Linked DNA regions of Mus musculus: regions 1 and 3 are each linked to region 2. Evidence: chromatin contacts called from public ChIA-PET and Hi-C data. All regions are on one chromosome and are shown on one strand. The core of a region is the stretch at or near the end of the contact, and the rest is flanking DNA. Distances in the headings are between cores, read along the strand shown.

Evidence for each region. A called contact is a pair of places that touch in the nucleus more often than the background predicts. ChIA-PET counts read pairs in DNA pulled down with a chosen protein or histone mark.
Region 1: a Hi-C map of the N1E-115 cell line shows a contact between it and region 2, with 6 times the contacts expected there. The contact joins the enhancer-like site here to the promoter of Plcl2 in region 2. A contact is called at or near these places in 5 of 39 promoter capture datasets (the C10 cell line, the HPC-7 cell line, frontonasal cranial neural crest and 2 more), 6 of 484 Hi-C or Micro-C datasets (the C2C12 cell line, the N1E-115 cell line, cardiomyocytes and 3 more), 12 of 115 datasets of contacts at active chromatin or transcription factors (T-cell acute lymphoblastic leukemia, acute myeloid leukemia, bone marrow-derived macrophages and 8 more) and 3 of 9 other capture datasets (adipose tissue, macrophages and pancreatic islet).
Region 3: a contact with region 2 is called in an RNA polymerase II ChIA-PET map of memory CD8 T cells, with 85 read pairs. The contact joins the enhancer-like site here to the promoter of Plcl2 in region 2. A contact is called at or near these places in 3 of 39 promoter capture datasets (the C10 cell line and liver), 9 of 484 Hi-C or Micro-C datasets (the Ba/F3 cell line, CD4 T cells, CD8 T cells and 5 more), 8 of 115 datasets of contacts at active chromatin or transcription factors (the 230-238 cell line, CD8 T cells, bone marrow-derived macrophages and 4 more) and 2 of 9 other capture datasets (adipose tissue and liver).

Annotation. Positions count from the first base shown.
Region 1 is chr17:50,329,132-50,333,595 of GRCm38.p6, reverse strand. No RefSeq gene overlaps it. Among named protein-coding and RNA genes, the nearest start is that of Dazl, 38 kb to the right of the region's middle. Within about 2 kb of position 2,080, at least 83 of the 459 cell types and tissues checked have an H3K27ac peak or open chromatin away from gene starts, as enhancers often do. A contact at or near this core is called in the HPC-7 cell line, the N1E-115 cell line, T-cell acute lymphoblastic leukemia and 8 more, where this site is marked.
Region 2 is chr17:50,507,029-50,511,355 of GRCm38.p6, reverse strand. It overlaps Plcl2 (phospholipase C-like 2), which reads right to left and starts at 1,809. Exons shown (of 6, transcript NM_013880.3): 1 at 1,419-1,809. The coding sequence starts at 1,748.
Region 3 is chr17:50,727,480-50,732,243 of GRCm38.p6, reverse strand. No RefSeq gene overlaps it. Among named protein-coding and RNA genes, the nearest start is that of Gm41598, 61 kb to the left of the region's middle. Within about 2 kb of position 2,518, at least 76 of the 459 cell types and tissues checked have an H3K27ac peak or open chromatin away from gene starts, as enhancers often do. A contact at or near this core is called in the 230-238 cell line, the Ba/F3 cell line, CD8 T cells and 7 more, where this site is marked.

The sequences.
Region 1 (4,464 bases), core at 831-3,330, 180 kb after region 2:
TAATTGTATCAAGTATTTGAAGTGTTTGCTTGGTTTTCATTATACTGAGGAACCTTTGAAATCCTCTTGCTTAAAAACCTATCTCAAAACCAAGGCTGTTAAAATGACGTAGTAGGTGAAGGCCACAGTTAGCAACAGACATACAACAACTTGAGTTTAATTTCCTAAGATACACATGGTAGGTAGGAGACCAGAACTGATTCTAGCCGGTTGTCTTCTGAAGTCCATGTTCCTTAGTGCTTCCTTCCCTCACACAAAATAACGACATAAGAATAATAGTAAAAATAACAATAGTACCTCAAAAATAATTTACGAAAATTAAAAGTAACATCACTATATATACATTTATGGAAAGTTTCAAAGTGTTCATACTGCCTAGATATTATGGTTAATCCCAGTAGAATTTTTGATACATATTCATTCACTTTAATCTTGTTTCCTAGCTAAATATATCTCTAAAATCTTTGCTTTTTAAAATGCATTTAATGAAGTCATATTATTTTCGTAAAATAAAACATGTAACATTTTTCACAAGGGCATAAAAGTTTGAAATTGTTGATATTTTATGACTCGTCTCTCTAGACCACACTATTTTAATTGAGAAATGATTCTTTCTATAGAGGCTGAGGTACCTGAGAAACTCAGCAATTTTGCTGGCCACATAATATTCCTGTCTAGCCTTTAAAATTTTTAATTATGTATTTTAAAATCTCCATTTTATATTTTTAATTTCAATGTTTATTTAAATTCTTTGAGAATTTTATATATGAGTACATTGTATTTACATCATTTCCCCCACTCCCTCTCCCCCTCCAACTCCTTTCAAGTCCCCAGTAACACCCTTCTCAAACTCATGTCCTTTTCTCTAAGCGTCTATGTACACAGGGGTGCGCCTGTGTCTACACACTCACACACACAACCTGCACATACAACCCGCTGACTCCAGTTTGTGCTTTCCATACATACTGGGCTGCCCACTTAGCATGCTAAACCCAGCCCCTTCTTCATTGCATGACTTAAGCTAGACTACTAAGCTTTCTGGTGATTTTTTTTCACCAAACTGCACAATTTCCCCACTTCTTTCTGCCTCATTTGTTGCAACTTTTCATTATAGGGCTGTATGAGAGTAACTGGTTATAAGCATTCCACAGACTCAACATCACACTGCCTGAGATCTCCTCTGCCAATAAAATCAGCCTATCACATTTTCATTTACCCTCAGCCGCGTTCTTGGGACATGGGCAGAAGGTAGCCAGAGTCTTTACCAGCCTACTTGTTGGTAGAATCCTTGTATCCCTCTGAACCCTCTAGAGCTGGACTCTCTCTCTGACCTCATTACTGTCTTCCAGGCTCCTACCAGAACACCCACAAAGCTCTGCTTATAACATTCAACATTTTTTTTTTTTTACTCCAAAGTTCCAGAATCTTCTACATCCCTCCAAAACACAGAAATCATGTTCCCTGCCGCGCTGGTATCAGTTTCTAGGTTACTTTTCTGTCGCTGTGATAAGATGGTACGGACAAAAGCAAGGCAAGGAAAAACGAGCTGATCTGGCTTGAGGCTCCAGAGTCCGTAATGTCGGGTAAGGCATGGCGTGCTAACAGAAGCAGGAAGCTGGCTGGTGACACTGTCATCCACACACAGGAAACAGACCGCAAGCACATCCTGGCCCTGGGTGGAAATATGCTCCTGTGCACGGCCCTGCCATTGTGTGGATAAGGCTCCCTTTTGCCGTTAACTCCTACCGTCTTTTCAGGCCATAAAAATTATCAGTCCCATCTAGTCTTTAATGACTGCCTTGCAAACAAGGAGCAGCTTTCCCAAGATCCTAAAGTGTGTGAGTATGGGTGGGGCTGGGGGGTGGACAGGCGCAGCCCAGATGGCTCTGCTGGGCATCTGTGCAATACTACCACCAGGGTACACTGAGCCTGAAGAGATGGGGCAGGATTGGGCTCCAATTAAAGTAGCTGGTTGAAGGTCAGGGCAGAAAATGTGATCTTCAGCCTGACAACAAAGAGATGCCATAAAAGGATCATCGAGGCACCTGGCTCACCCATTATCAAGTTACAGCCCCCACTCATGAGAGTTCAGCGGCTCCCATTGGCTGTGTGGTAAACTCTGTAAGTCTTCAGCTCCCATCCCAACATCCTCTCCCCAACTTGTTTGGTTTTTTTGGTTTTGGTTTTGGTTTTTTTTGGTTTTTTTTTTTTTTTTGCTCTTGCAAGCTCCTGTTTCCTTTCATGTTATCTGAGCTCAAGCTAAAGAATCTATCTATTCACTAGTCAATCTGCAGAGTGACTGATAGGAGACTTAAAAGAGCCAGCCTCTGCCTGGGTGGGGGAAGTGGGGGAAGTGCTCTGCTCTGTGGATGCCCTTGGGCCCTCATGAGTCAGACTGAGGGTAGAATCTACCATTTCTCAAAGTTCTTTGGCTTCTCCCTTGCTATGTTTTCCTATGAGCTATTCTTAAAAGTTATATTCCTTCAGTAAGTCACTTTCACAAAAAACAACAACAAAACAAAAATATTTTTTTTCTTTTTCAGGCTCTGTGTCTAGAGACCCTGATCAACATCATCTGAGACCCTTCCAACTCCTGCATCAAGATGTGTTTGGATAGTTACTGACTACCAGCAATGTACCATAAACACGTGTGTTCTTTCTATGCATAGTATGATTTCATCTCTGTAACAGTCCTGAGCTGTGGGAGCTACTAGTGCTCCCATTTTGCTGAGAGGGCACTTGAGGCTTAGAGTTAAAGATCACTGTCAAGGCTTGAACTGAGCCCTTTATTCTTTCTACCTCACCCAACTGATTCACCAGACTTATCTCTACGATCATTTGCAAATGTCTGTGGAACAATGGAATGAGGCCCAGTTCTGCCTCACTAATGCTCTTTACAGGGATCAGAGTTGGCTGTTGCTTTGTCCTAATTCAAAAAAGTCAATGAGAGTCAGAGCTGTGGTTCTTCAGACCTTTCAGTACCTTCATCAAAAAAAAAAAAAAAAAAAAAACAAATAATTACAACCTCCATACAGCATACATATACCTGAATGAGAAAGCAGCTACATTTGGTCACACAAGGTCATAATCATCTTTTATAAGTGACACAATAAATGAGTAAGCAAATGTCAAAAAAGGAAGTAGAGCAAAGAGAGACAGACTTCAGTTCTCACAGCTAATATTGCCAAGCCGTGGTTCCATATGATGAATAATTGTGATGATTACTATAGCAGTGACAGTGGCTACCACTGATTTTGAGTCCTTACTGTGTTCCCAGCACTGTGCTAAGCAAGGACTTAGAAAGTTCCCTTTCTCCCTCTCTGTCTCTCTCTGTCTGTCTCTCTGTCTCTCTCTCTCACTCTTCCTTGCTCTCTGAGACAGGATCTCATTACATAGCCCTGGCTGGCTGGCCTGGAACTCGTGACGGAGACTCCCTCTGCCCCTGCTCCTGTCTCTGTCCCTGCCCCTGCCTCTGTCCCTGTCCCTGCCCCTGCCTCGAGTGTTAGTAGTAAATGTATACTTCACCACATGCCGCCAAGTGCCGTGGCGTTTTTTACAGTGACCCTATGAGGTGGGACTGGTTGTGTTTACATTCTACAGATGATGCAGCCGAAAGCTTCAGACAGCACAAGAAACTTTCATGAGACCACCTGGCACAGTGAAGTTGTGTGGCAAGTTGTGTGGAAGGGAAGCAGTAGGCTTTGAAAGCCCAGGGAGGGGGAGGTAGCAGTTACTACCGGCCAGAATGGTCAGGATGGGGGAGGGGGATTTAGAAAACAATCACAATGACAGAAAAATCTAAGCCATGCCTTGAGGGATGAGTGAAGAATCCTGTAGTAAAGCAAGAGAAGATGGACTGAAATTTTTATTTCAATCACAGAGAACTTCCTGGATAGCATGGTAGGTATAAGGAGACATTCAGCATTTTCAGGGATGCTACAGGCTTCAAAAGGTGGGGGCAGCCAGGAAACAGACTGAGGAAGCCCTCCTCCAGCAGTCTCCCCTTCTATTCTATCCTGGGCCTGGCGACTGGGATGCTGACACAGACCCGAGAGGGGTCATCCCTGCCTTAGTTATTTCTTTCTAGAAACATCTCCAGAGCTCCCCTAGGAGTATTCTTTACAGATCTTCTAGACATCTCTCAATCTGATTGAGTTGACAGTCAGGATTAACCATGGCAAATAAGATCTGGTAGCCTCAGTGCCCGACTATTCCTGGAGCCGTTCCGTGATACAGTCTTGGCACCCAGAGAACCAATGCCTATCAGTAGCAGAACAACCCCTCAGGTGTTCTGTTAAGTCAACAGCATCACCTCACCTCACCTCACCTCACCCGGACTCACATTACTTAGTCCACTTTGGCTTGCTCATCCGAAATTTATTCCAGAGTACAGACATTTACTGATAAAATGCCGTAGAGGGAAACTAAACAGTGTGGTCCTTGGTCCTCCCTGATCATAACTTG
Region 2 (4,327 bases), core at 560-3,059:
AAACAGGAATGTTGCATAGCTCTGCAAATAGGATCAATAATCATATATACTCGAAGACAACTTTCCTGGAAACAAACCACATACTAGAAGGAGAAGATATATCCATCACTAAGAGCTACACAAGCAGGAAAAAACGGACACCGCTTTTCTTGGTTTAAAAGTTAGACCATACACTTGATCTTTAGAGACAGGCAATGCACTTGATCTTTAAGCCCTTCAACTGTGCCCTGTCCACACAAAACCTGAGCAAGCAGATGACAAGGCTAGATGCAGTTTCACAACAGCCTCTTACACAGCACCAAAGTGGTCTGTTACACTAGATGGCTGCAGATGATGATAACCCAGAGGCACCTTCACAGTACTTGAGCATTTCTGAATTTCAAATACCACCAGTGTCAACTCTGTGCTGTTGGCACATTCTGACCTGTCTCCTAAGGGTTGTCAGCCACAAACAGGATGAGTTAGCACCAGACAGTACTCACTGGCCTGTCCTAAAAACTCCTTCATGTCTCAAAAAGCAACATTCCATATTTGCTCCATATTTGAACAAGCCAAATGGGCTGATCTGGCTCAAGGTTCTACTTTTCGTAGCTTATCAACTTTCTCTTTTCACTTCGAGTCACAAGAAATATTTTTATGTTGCAACTACACTGCAATGTTTGAAGGAAGCCACCATAAACTCTTAATGTCACCTCTTGAAATTTAAAATTCACAAAACAACTGGTGGCTTTCTAAATAGCACCATGAAAAACAAAACAAACAAAAACAAAAACAAGCAAAAACCATTCCAAAGAAACTTGCTAATTTGGAGAGGCCTGCTTATAGCAGCTAGGAAAGAATTAAATTGTGCGGAACTGTATTCTCTCAGAGCTTTTGAGGCTAAAAAAGAGGAAATCTGTGTTTATGTTCCCTTTCTCCGAGTAACTGAAGGAGAGGTATTTACATTCCCCAAATACAATCACTTGCAAGGGGCAACCAATTACCCAGTAGATTAGAAGAAATCTATTAAATAATATATGTTCATTGCCTGGGGTTTTGAGAAAATATTTTCACATGATCCCTGTCCTTTAAAATACAATAGAAACCTTACAGGGAGTGTGCCACCATGCTAAGCTGCCTCTGAAAAGCCTGTCCTACCCAGGCAGGTACAAGGCCATTTAATTCCAAGTCAATCTGGAGAGAGGTGACAGCCCCAAGTTGCTCTGGGGATGTCAGAGCACAGCACTCCTGCACACTCAGATCACCTCTCCATTCTTTCCCAATGCCATCAGCTTTCCAATCCCTGCTCCAGCACTCCAAACACCCCTACACCCTGGCTTCCCCTTCGCAGTGGGCTCATTTTGCATCGCCTCCTTCCGCCACAGCTTCTCCGGGGCGGGGAAAGCGAGCCCAAGGACGCGCGCGGGTCTCCTACTTACCTTGATGATGCTGCTCCGGCGGGGCAGGCCGCCCGGTTTGCTGTCCCTGGGGACCGGACCGGCAGCTGGGCTAGGGGTCCGCGCGAGCGCCACGCCTAGAGGTCCCCTGCCAGGGCTGGTCCGGGCTTCGTCCCCGGACACGCCGAGGCTGCAGTCTCCGTTGGAAACCCCGCCGCTGTCATAGCGCGCCCGCCCGTGGCCGAGGCGACCTCCCCCGCCACCACCTCCGCCTTCCCCGGCTCCGGCTTTCAGGGCGCCCTTGGCGCCTAGGGCCGGGCTCGGGGAGGTGGGCAGGGCCCCTCCTGCGGCGCCCCGGCCACACTCCGCCATGGGCGCCCCACGACCCGCCTGCACAAAGCCGCGTCCCCGCGTCCCCGCCGCCGCCGCCTCGGGCCGCTGCGCGCGGCCCCTCCTCCTCGCCGCCGCCGCCGCCTCGGCCGCTTCTTCCGCTTTTTCTTTTCTTTTTTTTTCTTTTTTTTTTTTTTCTTTCTCTTTTTGGTTGGGATGTGGCGCGTGCAGCGAGCTCGCCTCCGGCGCGAAGGACGTCGTGCAGGCGGAATTACCTCTGGGGTCCTGCCGGGGTCGGGGAGAGAGAGAGGAGAGAGGAGTCAGCTTGGGCGGCGGCGCCCCCGCTGCCGGCACCTGGGGAAGGAAAACACGCCCCGGCACACGCGCCGCTGCGGGCGCCAAAAATAACGCGCGCGCGCCAGCGCCCACCGCCGCGCGCCGCGTCCCCTCCGGCCCCGCGCTCACCGACGAGCGCCGCGTCCCCTCCGGCCCCGCGCTCACCGACGAGCTCGCGGCGGCGGGGCGCGAGGGACACGTGCGCCCACTCCGCGGCGCTGGCGACACGCGGAGGCGCGGCGCGCGGGGCTCCGGGGTTCCCGGCTCCGCCCAGGCCCGTCAGTCTCCCCCCCCCCCCCCACACCTTCAGGGCTCAGCCGAGGCCCAGGGCGGCTTCTGATGGCCCCCGGGCCCACCGCCACTTACCCGCGGCCATCGCCTCCCGGGCTTCGCGCTGCCCCCTACAGGCCGAGGGGACCCGTCCGGGCTCCGGGCACGGGCGTTGCGGTTGTGGTCGCTCTCCTAGGCCGGCTCAGCGAGGCGCACGCCACAGCCAGCTGTCAGTCACCTGAAGGCATCCCGAGGGGGACAGCGAACCCGCAGGCCGCGGGCGAGCTGAGGGTCCTGGGGCTGTGGTCTTGGCCGCTGCACCTCGCGTCCAGCTCCAGCCCTTCATTCGGAACCCGCTCCCTTCCCACCCTGCTCCCCCTGGGCTTCCTCAGTGGAGCAAACCCATTTCCCATACAGAAACCAATCCTCTTGCGTGTCCTTGGGCTGCTAAACTCAATGAGCACGACAGGTTGCCAGGATCTGGGGTAGGGATGGCATGGCTGGCAGGCGTTGAGAGACAGAAGACCTCCGCAGAGTTTATTTGGTGCCTCTGGGTTGTCCCACGGAGGTTTATCATTGTAGTCTGTGTCTTTCCTAAACCTGACACTAGAGAGACTTGCTTGTTCAACCCCTAGTGGGTACCATCCAAATCAGGACCATCGTTTGGGACAGGATCAAAAATCAATGATTAACATGTCGCTCTCATATGCAAATACTTTCCTTAAACCTCCATTCCTGGAGCCAAGGAAGAACGCAGGGCCACTGTGTAGCCTGGCAGAGCCATTGGCAGAAGAGCAGGACGAGTGCACTGTGTGGTACCAGAGGCTCCACCCACCTCCCCAACCCAGCCACCCTGAGGTCCAGTTTCATGCCTGGTTCTGGCTTCCCAGTTTTTCTCTCACTGTATTTCATCTTCTGGAAAGGCACTTTCCCTGGGCCAGGAGTACCTGAGAGTCCCCTGGGACAGAACTTAGAGACCTTGCCCTCGTTACCATAATATGGTAGCAAATTGCCAAGGAGCCTCTAAGGAAACGAGCTTTACATTCATAAACATGTCCACCCTTTCCTCAAATGCGACATCAAAATCCTTTCGTTATTCTTGGGGTGTTTTAATTCTTCTGATCCCCTTGGCACGCTTTTGTAAACATCTGGGCAAGTCAAATAGGGCCTACCCACTAACAAATGTTTTCTTATGGATAGATGACATTTTAATTCTTTTTTTAGCCTCACCCCTCCATATTAACTCCTTCCTAGTTTAGCCTCAAAATATATTTTTGGTCTTCTGACAGTTTCACAGAAAAATACTTTCAAATCAGCTTTTCATTTGCTTTATTAGATTGATAGTCATAATTGTGTTTGAGTATGTTAGAGAGGATAGAATGCAGGGGTCTTCCTGTAGAAGTTCTCTAATTCTGATGTTTTCAGTCATCACAGGAGGATCCTGCCCCTCTTGTAGTAGACGCTAATCCTCTACATTTACATGACAGTAGCAAAAGAAAAAATGATGTAGCTAACAAAGATTCTTCAGCTCTTTCCTGGAGAGTTCTGAGCTAAGTAGGGGCACCCTGAGGGTCAAACACCCAGAATGGGTTGTTGTTTTGTTTGGTTGTTTGGTTGTTGTTTACAGAACTAATTCACAAATGCCCTTCAAAATGAACACCTGTCTATTTCATTCTAGATTCCCAACAGATCATATCAGGGAGATTTCGTTGAAATAAACTTGGCATTTAAATTAAAACGTTCCCCAAAGCATTTTGGCAGATCTGTAACTAATGATGGCAGACGCCCAAGGCCCGTGCCAGGTTCCGATTCATCCCTGACCTAACTACTTGTCTCCCACAAGCTCCTGGTCACACATGTGGTAGAAAGATATTGGCTCCACAAACGGCCAACCGTTAGGTACCTTGATATGGTGACAGGAAGAGGCATGTTCCTGTGACATGCAATTCTTGGCTCCCAACCTGTTTCTTAAGCTCAGTGAAGGAAGAGTTTTTCTTCGGCACGAACAGGGCGGT
Region 3 (4,764 bases), core at 1,269-3,768, 220 kb before region 2:
TGTAGGAAGGACTTGGCATCAGAATGCAACCACACATGGAGGGCTCCTTCCATAGCTGCCCATGTGTGTCTATGGAGAGACATGTCTGCGTCAGGATGAGGCGCCCGTGACAAAGGGAGCCCAGATGAAGGCTTCCATCCTGCCTAGGAGGGGCAGGAGTCTGGTGTCAGGCACCTGCCCCCATGTGGTGAGCGGTGGGGACACCTCCTTCCTGCTCAGGAAATGCTCTGCACTGGTTTTGTGGTAGCCTCATAGGTTCTATTCTCCCCCAAAGGTACTTGCTGTGGAGAGTGGCAGTCCTTCACTAAGCAGTGGAGCACACTCAGACCACAATGGTCATGGGAACCCAGACGCAGGATTCTGCCTGTGGTTAAGGAAACTGAGGGGAATGGAGCTGTAGTGGGGGCCATCTTCCTGTGAAAGAACTACAATGAAGACCACCATGCAAAGTTACGGCCATTCACCTCAACCCTCCCACAGCATCCTTGACCTCAACATGGCATAGCCACCTCCTTGTCCCTTCCCTTGGTCCACACCCACTCAGCTGCCCAAGCCAAGCCCTGCTGTCCTTCAATTTATTCATTGTAAATAAGGGCTAATTGTCCTTATCCCAGTCTGCTAGGTGTGGCCAGTGAGTGTCCTTCAAGTCTCCAGTTCACCCCTCCAATAAAAACAGGAGTAACCTCTTCTTCATCCCATAGAGTGAGCTCTTGCTCCAGCCTACCTCACATCAAAGCTACACCCGTCCAGCTTCCTCTCCTTGATCCCTGCTCCCCAGCCTCCACCTTAGAAGTGCCAACCTGACCAGCCAGGCAGCCCTTAGGTGAGATCCCTTTTGGCCCCAACCCGCATCGCATCCTGAGATCTCACAGTGTGGTTTCATTTTGACCATGCTACAGTTCGCCCTGGGTGAGCCAAGTCTTGACTGAATGTGTATTGCTGGCATAGACATTGCCAGGTTATGAATTCCAAGGCCTCAGGTGGCAAAGACCTGGGTGAAGCACTGAGGAACGGCAAAGCTTTCCTCCTGAGTCCAAGCATCAGTGGTTATGTTTTGCAGCGTGTGCAAAGATGGTTATAGCCTGAACCTGCCTCCAGAGCCCTCCTTCAGAGACTAGATAACTCCTCCCCTCTGTGCTGTGCCCAGTAAACAGTTTCTGGGTGGGGCAGTAGCCTACTTCCAACTTTACTCTGTGGGTGTCTGTGTGTCCTCTGTTCCCTTGCTTCTGTTAGAGTTCCAGGACCCAGGTCACACAAAACAGGGCAGGCCTTGTAGAGCAAAGGTATACAACCAAGTTCTTTTACATCACAAGCAGACTGACAGGTGGAGGTGGCTTTAAGCTCTGGGGGTGGATAATTGTGCAGTGGTGGTATCTTCCTCCCATGTCCAAATTAGTGAGACTTATCTCCAAGCTGTCCTGAGGCTGCAGGTCTTCCTCGGCCTTCCCTGCTGCTACTGTGTGTATTCATAGCAGAGTTGGTCACCACGTCCTCCTTGAAACCAGGGCCCATATCTTAGCTGCTACTATTTATTGAGGATCTGGCATTTGTCAAACCCTGCCCAGAGCTGAAGACTCACCATGAAAAGATGGATCTCTAGCTCTTTAGAACTTACAGTCTAGCTAGAGAGATGTAGGGCTTAGCAGATGAGCAAACGGGGCATAGGCAGCAATGATGGGGTAGAAAGGCCACTGTCATTTTCCTCCAGCAGGAACATGAAGGCCAGAGGCCTGGAATGGAACCCAATGTCGGGAAATGTTAGCGTCTTTCAAGCTTGCCTGCCTCAGTCACCCTGGGGATGCCCCTCTCCCAGTTAAGAGGGACACTGTGGACAGTAGCTCTGGAGCCCATTTCTCCATCTCAGGCAGATGCTTGGCTCCCTGCAACAGTACTGTATGTGGTTACATCCAGTTGTCACCCACATAGCTAACAGGGCAGGTACTTTATGTCTGTCTTGGACACTGCTCAGCCCTGAGGCCCACCACTGACCAAGGAAGCCTGGGGTAGCATAAGCTCTGAACTCAAGGCTCTGCAGAGCCACGGCAGCTTCTGCAGCTTCAATCCACAACAGCCTGCACCAGAGCACAGACCCTCTGGCTGGCCACCTAAAGAAGGAAAATGCACTAGAGAGAGGGCTCAGTGGTTAAGAACACTGGCTGCTCTTCCCAGGTTCAATTCCCAGCAACCACGTGGCAGCTCACAACTGTCTGTAACTGACCAGGGGACCTGACACCCCTACATAGGCATACATATAGGCAAAATACCAATGCACATGAAGTATAAATAAAACTTTTTATAAAAATGCAACTGTGTGAGGCCTGCAGGGTGGGGACGAGGCTGCTGCTGGCTTCTCAGAATCCTGTTTCTAAGAGATTCAAAGAAAGCCTGCGGCAGGCACTGCAGAGAGGGTAACCACAGGGTCACCTAGAGGTGACCAAGCAACAACCAGCACTGTGCCTCTCTGAGCTGCTCCGGGGTTTCACCATACAGTATAATTTTAGAGCCACCTCATCTTGGGGTTTGGTAAGCCAGGAAACAGTCCACCCTCCACCCATCGTGAAAGTAAGACGTCATCTTCCTCATTCTACGGTGGCTCCATTTAGATTCCTTTTATATATTCACTATCAGAGAAAGCTTCTACAATAGTAGGTTTCCAAGTGGCTTTGCTGTCCCTTGCTCCCTACCCTCCTTTAACCTGGCCTCTCATTTACTTCTCTATCTTAGGTAAGGTTTCATTGTTGTGAAGAGACACCATGGCCAAGGCAGCTCTTACAAAGGAATACATTTAATTGGGGCTGGCTTAGAGGTTCAGAGGTTCAGTCCATTATCATCATGGCAGGAAACAGGGAGGCTTGCAGACAGCCATGGTGCTGCGGAAGGAGTTGAGACTTCTATATCTTGATCCGAATGCAGCAGAAGGAGGCTGTATCAATGAGTGTATAACCCTGAGCATGTATAACCTCAAAGCCCACTACAGTGACATGCTCCTTCCAACAAGGCCACACCTACTCCATAGTGCCACTCCCCATGGGCCAAGCATTCACACTCATGAGTCTGGGCAGGAGGGTGGGGTGTAAGGGGGGTACCTAGTCAAACCACCACACCTATTATTTTAGTTTCCATTTTATCCCTTTATGATACTGTAGTCTGTTTCCCCTTCCCCATCTAGGTCCATTCAGTATCAGGAATGGGTTATATATATATTTTTTTAAATTATTGGCAAAAAGGGTCCCATAACATTATCCAAAACATTATAGACTATTCCCAATGGTTTTGGTTACTGTCAGATCCAAGAGAAACTCCATTTCCTCAAATTTCAAAAGACAGAAGGGATGTGTGTCTCTACTCACCCCGTCCTTTACCCCAAACTCCCTCACGCTCAGTCTTCTCTCCTCAGCCACTCATTCTTCTTAGAACCTTCCTAGTTCAGATATAATCATTCATTCATTCTTCCCCCTCTCCTCTCTCTCTCTCTCTCTCTCTCTCTCTCTCTCTCTCTCTCTCTCTCTCTCTCTCTCTCTCTCGTTTTTCTCCTGGTTTTTTTTTCCATGCCATGTCCAGGCTACTTCTTTCTCTCTAGGCTCTTCCAGATGCATTTGGCTGTTCTTGCTCTCATGTCTAAAATAAAGCCTTAAATATACCATTGCATGGTAATGTCACCAGTTTATGCATCTGGTGCCAAAAACCCAGGAGGCACAAATGGCCCCCTTTCCAAGGGATCTAACTTCTCCTAATTGAGCCAAGCTGCTGAGTTGACTCTCCTAAGGTATGGATCATGTGTCTCTGCTGGTTTCTGCTACCCACCATATTTGACTACAAATTCTAGAGTCACCTACCTCTTCAGCCACTTCTTCTCTCAACCCTCTATGCTTCTCCAGGGCATTTCCGGCTCCTGGAGCCTTCTACACTCTCCTGGGCATGTAGAAAGGCTCTGTCTCTGTGCCAGCACTCAGGTATGTGTCACCTTGGAACTGCCTGCCCTGTCTCTGTTAGCTCTTGGAACCCATTGCTGCTGCAGAAGCCATGCTAGTATATCAGGCAGCTTCTCTTGCTCTGCTGTGTACCTACTGCATGGAAAGGGACACTCTCCTTCCTAATCTGGGACATTTCTCTCTGACAAGTCTCTTGATCTTCTTTGGAACACTCTGGCTGAAGTTCGTGTCAGCAGAACACTTACCCTTCCTCCCACCCTTGCTCTCCCTTTATGTTCTCTGCTCTCTCCTAGAACTTGCTCTCCCCCCCCCCCCCCCCCCGCTCTCAGCTCCTGCCTGCAGATTCCTCACCTTCACCTTGGAGCAGCCTGCTCTGTCTCTGTCTCTCTCTTTCCTTGTTAGCCTGTTATCTAGGACACTTCTCTACATCCTCTTGGGCCTCTAAGATATGGACCCCTCCCTCTGACAGAGCTCCTGTTCCTGACCCTTTCCCCTAAGCCTCCCAGATGTCTGCTTTCCTGCTTGCACCATCACTGAGCTGGCTCCTTCCCTTTCAACCTCCTTTGTCCCTGCTCTCGTCTCTGCCTTCTTCGCTCTCGGTTTGCTCTGTCCCTCACTCTGACCACTGTTCAGTCCTCAGAGATCCAAGTGTCTTTTGGGCATGGATAATATTGTACAGTGTAATGCTGCTCTCCATTCTATAAAAACCTGGCTCTGGAGTGAAGACCCTTTCTCTCTAGACCAGAGCAAGCTTATTTAAATGTTTTTTCTAAAATCTCTGTCCTGGATCAGGCAGGCTACCTGACCCTACAGGAAGAAGGGAAGTGAGCCA